Regions from separate parts of the Mus musculus genome. Here all the other regions are linked to region 2. A link is a contact called in public Hi-C and promoter capture Hi-C data. All regions are on one chromosome and are shown on one strand. The core of a region is the stretch at or near the end of the contact, and the rest is flanking DNA. Distances in the headings are between cores, read along the strand shown. Region 1 overlaps Limch1 (LIM and calponin homology domains 1). Region 2 overlaps Limch1 (LIM and calponin homology domains 1). Region 3 overlaps Limch1 (LIM and calponin homology domains 1).

What was found. A called contact is a pair of places that touch in the nucleus more often than the background predicts. Capture Hi-C pulls out chosen DNA fragments and counts their contacts.
Region 1: a Hi-C map of cortical neurons shows a contact between it and region 2, with 1.6 times the contacts expected there. The contact joins two enhancer-like sites. A contact is called at or near these places in 7 of 39 promoter capture datasets (the C10 cell line, the HPC-7 cell line, cranial neural crest and 4 more), 4 of 484 Hi-C or Micro-C datasets (cortical neurons, cumulus cells and nephron progenitors), 4 of 115 datasets of contacts at active chromatin or transcription factors (embryonic basal ganglia, fibro-adipogenic progenitors, forebrain and 1 more) and 5 of 9 other capture datasets (adipose tissue, embryonic stem cells, liver and 2 more).
Region 3: a contact with region 2 is called in a promoter capture Hi-C map of adipose tissue. The contact joins two enhancer-like sites. A contact is called at or near these places in 3 of 39 promoter capture datasets (the C10 cell line, cranial neural crest and embryonic stem cells), 7 of 484 Hi-C or Micro-C datasets (astrocytes, brain, cardiomyocytes and 4 more), 8 of 115 datasets of contacts at active chromatin or transcription factors (astrocytes, cardiomyocytes, craniofacial prominence and 5 more) and 3 of 9 other capture datasets (adipose tissue, liver and pancreatic islet).

What each region holds. Positions count from the first base shown.
Region 1 is chr5:66,807,066-66,810,774 of GRCm38.p6, reverse strand. All of the region lies in intron 1 of Limch1 (LIM and calponin homology domains 1), which reads right to left. Among named protein-coding and RNA genes, the nearest start is that of Limch1, 63 kb to the right of the region's middle. Within about 2 kb of position 1,559, at least 8 of the 459 cell types and tissues checked have an H3K27ac peak or open chromatin away from gene starts, as enhancers often do. A contact at or near this core is called in cortical neurons, where this site is marked.
Region 2 is chr5:66,977,813-66,981,553 of GRCm38.p6, reverse strand. The region is part of intron 8 of Limch1 (LIM and calponin homology domains 1); the gene reads right to left. Among named protein-coding and RNA genes, the nearest start is that of Gm33040, 20 kb to the left of the region's middle. Within about 2 kb of position 1,868, at least 105 of the 459 cell types and tissues checked have an H3K27ac peak or open chromatin away from gene starts, as enhancers often do. A contact at or near this core is called in adipose tissue, brain, cortical neurons and 2 more, where this site is marked.
Region 3 is chr5:66,847,409-66,851,056 of GRCm38.p6, reverse strand. The region is part of intron 1 of Limch1 (LIM and calponin homology domains 1); the gene reads right to left. Among named protein-coding and RNA genes, the nearest start is that of Gm52776, 45 kb to the left of the region's middle. Within about 2 kb of position 1,621, at least 33 of the 459 cell types and tissues checked have an H3K27ac peak or open chromatin away from gene starts, as enhancers often do. A contact at or near this core is called in adipose tissue, brain, forebrain and 1 more, where this site is marked.

The DNA.
Region 1 (3,709 bases), core at 310-2,809, 170 kb after region 2:
TGGCCCCTATCAAGCCCCTCGGGTGCTTCCTAGGCTATTTTTTGCCTGTGAAATGGGGCTTTAATTCTTTCTGCCTTGATTTAAATAAACTCCATTCCAGCTTCCTTTCTGTTTGTCCCCAGTGCCAGCTGGGTGGGATCCTAATGACATGTCAGGGACACTGCTCCACAGTCAGCCATGGCCCTCTAACAGCTGCTGCCTAAAAGCAGGACACTGGCAGTCCTGCATGGCTCTAGCCCAGGTCCCTGCACTCTTCTTGTTCCTCTGTCTCACTGGAGGGAAAAGAAGGTTGGGTCACTCAGGACTTTACAGGGGTTCTAAGGAGATTAACTCTTTCCCAAGAGGCAGCTGATCACCCCCACTGCCTAACGTTCAAAGGTATTTCTTGGGGATACCTTTTTTTTTTTTGAGTGAAAAGAAAATTAACTTTTGCTTTAAAATGAGCACAAAATCTTACCAGAAATCATTCTTCTGAAAAGACTTTATGTGAAGCTTATGTTCAGAAGAAACAGAAAGTCCAACGCAGTATAGCTCAGCAGCATAGGCAACATTCTGCCTTGGAGACTCTGTGTCTGTGGGTCTTTGTCTGTGTATGTCTGTGTGCATGTGTAACTGTGTGTCTATGTGTGTCTGTGTGTGTCTGTGTGTATCTGTGTATCTGTATGGCTGTGTGTATCTGTGTGGCTCTATGTATATGTGTGTGTTGGTATGTATCTGTGTGTCTGTGTATATCTGTTTGTCTATGTGTGTTTGTGTTCATCTGTGTGGCTGTGTGTATCTGTCTCTCTCTCTCTCTCTCTCTCTCTCTCTCTCTCTCTGTGTGTGTGTGTGTGTGTGTGTGTGTGTGTGTGTGTGTGTGTGTGTCTAGTATATGTGTATCTATAGCTGTCTGTTGGTGTGGATATGCACACATGTTCCTGTGAATGTAAATATGGAAGACTGAGATCAGCCTCTGATGTTATTCTTCATCCACTGTCTATTTGGGTGTTTGAGAAGAGTTCTCTTGCAGATCAGGCTAGGCTGGCCATATAGAGAACCCCAGGGACCCCCTGTGCCTCCTGGCCATGAGATGCCAAGAGTGTACCACCACTCCCTTCTTTGTGTGAGTTCTTGGGATAGAAGTCAAGGCCTCCTGTTTGTACAGCAGGCCCTCAACTGGACACAAAGGAAGAAAGGACAAATAAGAATCATATTTTCATCCTCAATTTCCACCTTAATATATCTACTTAATCGATTTCTTTCCCTGCTAGCTCTGTATACCTAGACAGTGACCAAATCCTGGTTTCCCATCCCCCAAGCGAAGCAAAACTATCACTTCTGCACAAACGTGACCAAGCTTACACACGAATATTCAGAAGTTTAGGAGTCCCCCTTGTTGTCCTGGCATTCTCTCGCGGACTGCTCAGTGCCAATATTATAATTATTTTACATGCTGCTTCCACAGTCCCGATGACAAATGGCAAAGCTGTTTTGTTAGAACTTGGGCTGCAAATAGCACAATGACAGCTCTAGGAAAAAATCCCTCACAGTATTAACTGGCTCACAAAGATTATTCTTAATGCAAGCTGTTCCAACATATGGGCATTATTTCTGAGTGACCCAGACTCGTGACCAGACCCTGGGTAAGCGACCCCAATCCTTGAGCACAGGCCCACCCTGCAGGTCTAAGTCAGAAAAGCTCCAGCAGAAAGGCCTGGAGGGGCCCCCCACATGCAGACAAATGTCACAGGTACCATCTCTACCCAGCCTTTAAAAAATAAACAGTCCTGGTATCCAAACACCTAGATATGAACAAGGAGGGGGAAAGATTCAAACTAACGGGCTGCAGATGTGGCTCAGTGGTAGAGTATTGCCTAACGTAACCAAGGCTTTGAGCTTACTACTCAACACCACAAAAATGAAAATAAATTCTGCCTTAGAATCTTCCTAAAATCAAACCAGTACCACCTCCCGTGGTGGGGTGAGGATTTCTGGCATTCTAGTAAAATAGAAAAAAAAAAAAAAGAATAAATTCTTTAACTAGAAACACAAATTTAGAAAAGCTTTTCTTGTGGTTCTATAAACTTTATTAAAACTGAACTTCATAAAGAGTTTTAAATGTGGGTCTAGAGAGAGGGCTCGGCAGTTAAGAGCATTTGTTTCTCTTGCAAAGGACTTCGGTTCAGTTCCCAGAAGCCACATGGAAGCTCACCACTGACTGTAACTCCAGTTCCAGGGGATCTGAACTGGGGTGGGATGGGGAGGATCCATCTTCTACTGACAGGTTATCAGATCCCATGTGGTCATCCCTAAATACCTGTACATACAGGCAACACAAAATGGACTCAGAAAACTCTGTGTGTGTGTGTGTGTGTGTGTGTGTGTGTGTGTGTGTGTGTATACAAAAATAATTTAAAAAGGAGGTGGTCATGAATCTGAGAAGGAGTTAAGGGACACAGGAGATGTTGGAGGAGTACGGAGAGGGGGGGATAGAAGTGATATAAATATAGTACTCATGTATGACATTCTCAAAAAGTGTTTAAGAAATAATATGAAGATAAAAACAAATAATTCAAAATAAAAATAAAAACATGTTGAAAAGTTACAAATGCATTAAAAACTGCCTATGCCATTAAACAGTCAACAAACGTACTACAGCACTGATTTCTTACGGAGTCAATTCAAATGTTCAAAATCAGGACGAGCGGCTACTACATGCTGGGTAGGCCCTTCTCACAGAGTTCCGCTAGCCTCTTCTCAGTAAGGGGCTACAGTCTAGGGCTGCAAAGTCATGACTTTTAAGCCCCACAGATGCCTAGCTGGCACATGCCACCTGCCTGATCTGACAGAAGCTCATCTCTTGCATGCTCTCCCCAGAGTTTGGTGGCTCTCATCCAGGCTCACTCATGAATCACTCGACTTAGGCAAAGTCATCGAACTTCACTCTCTAGCCCTCCAAGTCCCCTTCATCAGAAAGAAAGAAAGAAAGAAAGAAAGAAAGAAAGAAAGAAAGAAAGAAAGAAAGAAAGAAAGAAGGAAAGAAGGAAGGAAGGAAGGAAGGAAGGAAGGAAGGAAGGAAGGAAGGAAGGAAGGCAGGCAAGCCTTTCTAGGAGAAACATTACTAGGAGAATAAATGTGGGGGGGGGGGGCAGTAGGAGAGCTAATTCTAGTTTTACTGTGTGAATGAGCAAAGGTGTCTCTGTGTGATTTTGGCTTGGCGTGGGAGGAACACTGCTGATACAAGTTATGGCTTTTATGTTTAGTGTCTTAAACCAACACAAAGCTATTGCACTTAGCTCTGGGGGTTGGGAGTGCAAGGTTAGGCTTCATAGTGCTACTCCTAGAAACTGAGAGAGTTCTCCATCCCTCCTCTAGCTATTGGAGTTGACCAGCATTCCTCGGTCCAGGGCCTCTTCCACCTTCAAAGCACACCTGGCCTATCACTTCATCTCCTTACCGGCCTCCTGTATACTCTTGTGGTTACAATGGGCACAGTCAGATAATCATATGTACATATAGTCTCACTCATTTTCACTCTGTGCCATTCTCTCTAGCTCTCTCTCTTGCACCTCCCCCGCCCCTAAAATGGGACCATGGACCATGGTGACAAGGTAACAAGGCACAGAAAAAATGATTGAATGCAGTAAGCAGGCATATCACAATGCCCACTCATTTGCAAGGGTTTTGTCTTCTTTGTTCTCAAACTAAATGCGTTCATTTAATTCATTCC
Region 2 (3,741 bases), core at 619-3,118:
TGGACAAACAACAATGCCAGGAACAGCTTTGAAAGCAGAGCATCTTACAAAAAAAAGGCATTATCATGACTATGAGATCAGGAGAAAGGGAAGTAATTTGGTAACTAAATAAAGGGATTTTTTGTGAGTTGTACTTAGAATAGAGTTGTAAATTGCATTGCACAACAATATTCGGAAGACTGATGGTAGCAGAATGCTAATTCATCATACCTCACAATTTAGGTCAGCATTTAATATCTTACAAAGCCCTTTCAGTAGGAAGCACACACCTACATACCTCACATATTCTTGCACCCCAGTTTGGAGTCAGTCATCATTATGAACCAAGTCTAAGACTAAAACTCTTTCTACTTTTTGACCAGGAGGCCTGGGCTTTCATCTCTGAAAGAATTTGTTAAAATCAAAAGTAAGCATGTATGCAAATGGCCTTGCCAATATACAATGCCAATTTGAGCAGCGTGAATCTGGTACCTTCTATGCATCTTGCAAGCCCAGCTGGTCTGCAAATTCCCCAAGTGTTTCTTTTTAGGCTAGCTGCCCAGTGTGGCAGGACTCGTTTCAAGTGATCTCAATTTAGATATGTATGCTGAATAAAGTTTCTCTATCAATGGCCACTTCAAGATATTCCCGTCTCTGGAATATCTTTACTCCAACCGGAAAACTGTTACTATGAGTAATTCTTGCTCATTGTATGAATTCTTTAAATTGAGAGCTTTGTGGCCATCTCTGAGAGATGAAAAATGATGTAGATTATTGGCTGGCACTACTGACCATGAAGTAAAAAATGCATTGAAGGCAGATATGTAGAAGAATAGTCACAAGTATACACTTACCAAAAAGATTTCAATGACTTCTATTCTGAGTTACTTATTCCTTAAAAACAGCCTATTGCTAAACTCTGGTATATTTTTATTTTTTTTCAATAACCACAAATCTGAGCAGCTAATATGTAGACTGGTGACCATGAGAACTCTACAAACCAGGAATTACGGTGTCCATTTTGCATAGAATAGTAAGGTTCTTAGTTCAAGTTTTATGAACTTAGCTAAATGACTTTAAGTGTACATAAGCAGCAGAGCCAGGCTGTTTAGACTTGCATCTACTGGTAGGGTTGCAATTGATGGGTGGACACGTTTTACTAGAAGGAATATAACCCATTTGTAATTTAAAATGCAGAACCCTGGTGGGACCTGAGGGTACTTGGGAGGCTGAGTCAGGAAGATCACAAGGTCAAGATCTGCTGAGGCTACAGAGAAATGCAGAGCCAGTTTATAACCTGGCAACCCTGCCAGCCTCATGTTAAAAAAAAAAATGGAAAGAAGGAAAAGAAAAAGGACAGGAGAGATTAAGGACCCAGTGCATGGGATAGGGCAGAGAAAATGTTTGTTTTAGCCTGTCTAAGGTTTCTTTATATTTTTCGAAGCATATGAGTCATGGTTAAAACTAACGAATGGAGGAGGAGAGCTGGGGAGTGAGCTCTGTAGCTGAGCCCTTGCTGCACAAGCAAGAGGACCTGGCTTTAAGTGTGCCGCGCCGCCTTAAGGGGAAGTGACTATACACTTGCCTTTAAGTGGGAGCTACGCTAACTCAGTGCTGGGGTGAGGGGCAGAGACAGGGGGCACCAATACAATACACACGATATTCTCCTCTGGCCTCAGCATGCTTAAGAGCACACACACACACACACACACACACACACACACACACACACACACACACACACTATAAATATACTAAGGGAGAGCTGGCATCCCCTTTCACCCCCTTCTACTTGGCAATGAGTAGCCAGCTTGGCTTGGCAGTGAGTTGGTTCTATTCAAAGAAACTGGGCTCTCCAGAAAGGCCTGTTCGTTCTCTTGGGAACGTCACGGGCAACATCAGAAACCTCCCCGTTACCCTGTCTCCAGGCACGGCAGACACATCCAGAGTCACCCGGGTCATGCCTGTCTGGTCTCTAGACTGGGGGATCTGATGAAAGAAGCAGGGAGCCAGCATCTGGTAGAGAGGGACAGAAGAGTATGTGGCTGGCACCGGGCTACATCTGCTCTCCCTCTGAAGATTTCTAAAATGTCGATTGTCCCCTGGAGAGTTGTCTCTCCTCTGTCATTAATTACTACGTGGTCGGGAACGTCCACAGACTAGCAGGATCAGTGAGTGATGAAACACATGCAAATAATTAGGAAAGAAGTACAGTCACGTGAAACCTAGAATCCAGTTACAAAATTCACTTCTCCAATGGGAAACACCAAATAAGAGAACACAAATCTCCATGGTATTTTAATTTAAGGGGAAGTGAATCTTGGTTCTTATTTTACCCTCTTTTAAAAAAAAATCTGGCTTCTTTTGCAGAATCTTATGGGGGAGGCTTAATTAAGTTAACATGGTCATAAAATAAAATAGAACAAAAAGCAGTTTATATACTTTTTAAAAATTTCTATGGAAACTCTAATAAATATTAACTGCCACACATTTATGGAGAAGTCCTACGTTCTGTTCCTTGATGCTTAGATAACCTCCTGATTTATTTTTTCACAAGTAGTGTGGATCCTATAGGCTTCTAACATCATGTGTACATGCCTGTACCTTTGCTCTGTGTGCACATTGGCTTAAAAGTAATGCAACTAGGCATGTGGGGATCCCAGGGAAGGAGACAGAAATGTGGCCTGGCTTTAAAGGTTGGCCCCTCCCGTTACTGTGTATGCCCCTTTCTTGTACAGCACTTCCTGGACAAACAGTCTTTCCCAATTGAGACACTGCCCCTTTATCTTCTAGCTAGGTCCAAAACTATGACAGCCAGAATCCATCTGGATGTCAAACAAGAGACTTGGGGTCAAAGGCTTTGAGAGACATTGGTGTAGTTCAGTGATTTATAGTCTTACTTTCCACACAAGGGGAGTCCTTGGGTTTTTGTTTTTTGCTTTTTGTTTGTTTTTGTTTTTCCTTCATGATTTGCATTTCATTCCAGTTAAGCAACTTTCTGCCACATTAAAAACAGAACCTTAAGTGTGGGTAAACGTAGAATGACTGTCAAGACTACTGTGCCTTGTAACAAAGTTAAGTGACAAAATGTAGGTATGCTGGGCTGGTGGCATGTGCATGTGGCATGTGTATGTGGCATGTGCATGTAGCAGGTGCATGTGGTATGTGTGTGCATGTGTATGTGGCATGTGCATGTGGCAGGTTCATGTGGTATGTGTGTGCATGTGTATGTGGCATGTGCATGTGTATGTGCCATGTGTGTGTTTCATATGTATGTGGCATGGTGGATGTGCTTTTAGGAGTGAACTAGAAACTGAGAACTTGTCTGCCAAATGAGCTTGTCATGGTGACTAGAAGAGATACACGGTGTTGCTATTGGGGACAGTCTCTAGGAATATTTATAGCTGTTTATCAACATGATTTTAAATACAATACTGTGTGAGAAAGTCTGAGGTGTGGTGACATTAACAAACCTGCACACTTCTGCTTCGTAGTTAATTTTTTTAAAAGTTAAATCAGATAACAGCAAACATGTATGTAAGCAAAAATGACTACCTAAATATAATATCTTCCACCAGAACCACATTGTAAACTATGACTCTATGTTTATATATTGAATGAGAATCTTTATGAAAGAATTCAATATTTAATTATAAAAGGTGCTTTCCAGTTACCATGTAGCACTGGTCACTTACAAAACTCCCGTCTTGTACTGGACCTTGTCCCTGGCATCTTCTTGTTCACCCTTTGGCTAAAAGATTC
Region 3 (3,648 bases), core at 372-2,871, 130 kb after region 2:
GGAAAACCAGAAGGCGCTGTTTATAGCCACAGATTGACAGCACCTCAAAAAAAAAATCTAATTAAGAATACAGCTGATGCTGAAAAGTACCCTGGGAGCACTCAGTCTCCCGATCGAAGCATTGTATGATCTGGATGCAGAAAATGGGTCAGTGCAGACACGTGTGCGTGGGTTCAGCTGACTGTGTTTGCACATTTTCAAGCTGTCCCGTACAGACAGGGTGACAGAAGCTGCAGAGAAAGACAGACAACACACACAAGGAGTTCCACCAAAGCTGAAAGCCTTAGTGACAGATTGGCGAGAAAGAAGAGTCCAGAAAGAAACGGGCCAGGAGGGTGCTGTGAGCTAAGTGTGTTGTTTCCTGTGAGTTCATGATGCCACGGTTATTTCTACCTGGGTATTGTGTTGTTTCTTCAATAAACATTGCAGTTCTGGGCTAAATCTGGCAAAACTGTTACAGTGAAGCAGAAAGTCACCGAATTAGGCAGATCTGGGTTTGAAGCTCCCGAGCAGTGAGCAGGGGGCTTCACTCCTCCAAACCTGCTTCATGGTCTTTAAGAAGGTGCTTGTAGGAGCCGTTTTTCTTGGTTGTGGGAGGTCAGGAAGTAGAGTAGATACTGTCTGGTGAAGCATTTCATGCTTCTGAAACGGGGAAAATGCTATTTCTCTCATGGTTTTGTTTCTCAGAATTCACAGCTAAAAGAAAGGAATTCTACAACCAGAGTATCTAAAAGCCATGGGACTTCCATTTGTATTCAGAAATGCAACTCTACCCTGGGAAAGATGGATGCTGGGCACAATATCAGGCTGTTATTGAAGCCAATGAGAGAGTCTCTAAGCATATTGACAGGACTAAAGGAGACAGCCGTGCAAACCCTGCCCCCCCCAAAAAAATGTTTATAAGAAAACCAGACTTCTAAAAGAAAAAAAAAGTCTTTGTCATGAAGGAAAAAGGAAAGACTGATATTCCTAAATAAGAGACCCAAAAGCATCAGCATCATGGCAATGTGTAATATATATGTCTTTGTAAGATAATGATTTAAAAAAAAAAAACCCTTGGGTGAGATCCAGGGCACACCTGGGATATCCTGCATATAATGGTCACTTAGGATATCACCCCTGTTCAGCCCTGGAGTGATAATGGTTGCCTGGGAGGATGCTCTTCTTCAGGTGTGTGCAGAGGGACTTAGAGGAAACGGGTAGCTGACTCCCGCACTTTCTTTGGAAACTGTTGAAAAAAATACTAAGAATGTATATGTATGTGTATGAACTAAATACAGAAAATGCCAAGAGTCACTGAAACCTGATGGAGGGCACATGTGTGTCCTGGATCCTGCCTCATGGAATTCTTTCCTACTTCCCTCTGTTCTTCCTTTCTCTTTCTGCTTCCTTCCCTCCCTTCTGAACCCTTTCTTTCTCCTCCCCCCACCTTTCTTGTCTCTCCCTCCTCCCTTTCTTTCCCCTCCTTCCGTCCCTTCCACATGTTTTAAAATGTTGATAATAAAATGTTGTTTGGGTTCTAGGGCTGAAATGTACTTTAGCAGCCCAGAGCAAGTGTTCATCAACAGCCCATCTGGGGCCTTCCTGTTCCTCTCTAGGAGTGTTTTTCCTATTTGAGGACAGGCATTTGCCAGCTCATCATCAGTCACCAGAGGTCTGTCAACTCACCCACTCTTTCACTCACAACCCAGAACCGGGCCAGCCAGCCATGGACATGACGCTAACATTGATGATGAAGAGGAAGAAGGGGTCAGTGCCTTGACTTCCTGATGCTGGGCAAAGAGCTAGACTGGAGGCTCTGCCAAGTACACACAGTCCTGTAGCCACGGTAGAGCTGTCTGAAGAAGTGATCGATTTCACTATTTCATATTCTAATAATGGAATGATTTTTTAGCTAAGGACCCAAAGTGACCACAAAACCTCTGGACATCACCAATGTGCCGCATGGAAAATGGCATCCAAGCCAAACTAGAAATTCACCCAAACAAGTTATTAGATTACCAAATGAAAATAGAGCACGGTGGGATACTCAGAATAACAACAGAGTAACGTAATCAGCTCTTTTAATTTCAGAATTAGGGACAGCACCAGAAGTGACCAGCTGAAAATGAGTAAGGCCAGGGAGACAGCACAGCAGAGGAGGTACAACAAGCGTGAGGGGCTGGCTTTGCTCCCCAGCACTCCTGCGTGTACAGCCAGGCATGGGGGCACGTGCCCATATCTCAGTGCTGAAGAGACAAGACAGGGGGCTCCCTGGAGCTCACCAGCTAACTAGCCTAACTTAATCACTGAGTCCCAGGTCCCAGTGAGAGACTGTCTCAGAAAACAAAGTACCTCTGGTCTCCACAGATGGGAACTTGTTCACATACACACACACACACACACACACACACACACACACACACACACACACACACACATTCATAAACACAATGAGGAGATTGGTTTTGAGAAAAGAGGGGGGGGGAAATCACAGAAGATTCTTTCTAGGGTACAAAGATTCTATTTCTTGATTTGACGTAGTCATTACAAGGCTACGGACATTAAATCATTAACCAAGCTGTGTGTTTGGGTTTCGTCTTTTGTTTTTGGGGTTTTTATTGGTGATTTTTCTACACTGTGTATTCGTTTGTTTTGTGTGATAACAATGAAATTCATGAGGCAGAACAGGACGTGAAGGAAACTGGTTTATTTTGGCTCTGAGGGGCTGAATCTGCTGTTGCCCTTCCTGTTGGCAGAGCCCTGAGGTAACGCAGGGTGACAAGCCACATTCAACCACAGTATCAACCACTGTTGGTGGCTGTGATCCACCCAAGCCTACCGGACAGTGTATTTTAAAATGAACATCTAAATGCTGGGAAAAGATACTATTGTACTATTTAGCTTGTGAAATAAACGAATCACACTGTTTTGTTTTGTTTTGTTTTGTTTGTTTTGTTTGGAGAGTCTGTCATTTGTACTCCAAGTAGGCATTTAAGTTAGTGTAAACATAGAGCCCCTTAATCTAATATTCTATTACTTGTTTGTTTGTTTGTTTGTTTGTTTGTTTGTATCATACAATTGCCTACTAACACCTAGTCAGCATTGGGAAAGAAAACCACAAAGTCAAGAAAATGGGGCTCTACTCACAGTACCGTTCCTGTGTACATACATATCACAGACTTGTCTGAGCCCACTGCCACCTCTGCCTCTTGCCTTGAAATGACAGCAATAGCCAACAGTATCTTCTACTCGGCTAACTCTCCAGCTCCATAGCACCACACGCTGTGGTCACAACTCCACTGGCTGGTTATACAGAAGAAACCAGAGACAAAGGCATCCAGGGCCAGAGGAGGAGATAAATGAGGCTAATTAGCTTCACTCACCTTTGCCTACCCATGCAAACTCTTTTGAAAGTCCTGCTTTCCTATTGCTTACTAAACCGTTGTGTGGGCCCATGGGGGTCTGTTCATGGAGAGATCTTTCTTCAGATATTCCCTAAGTACTCAGTGGGTCATCAAGAGCCCCGATGCAAGTGTTATCATTATCCCCGCTGCAGGCTGAAGAAGCTGAACTGTAGACCATTAAACAATTTATCCAATCTCTTAGAGCTAGCAGGTGGCAGAGGATAACAGGCAGAGAGCTCTGACTCCTGACCGATGCTCCCAG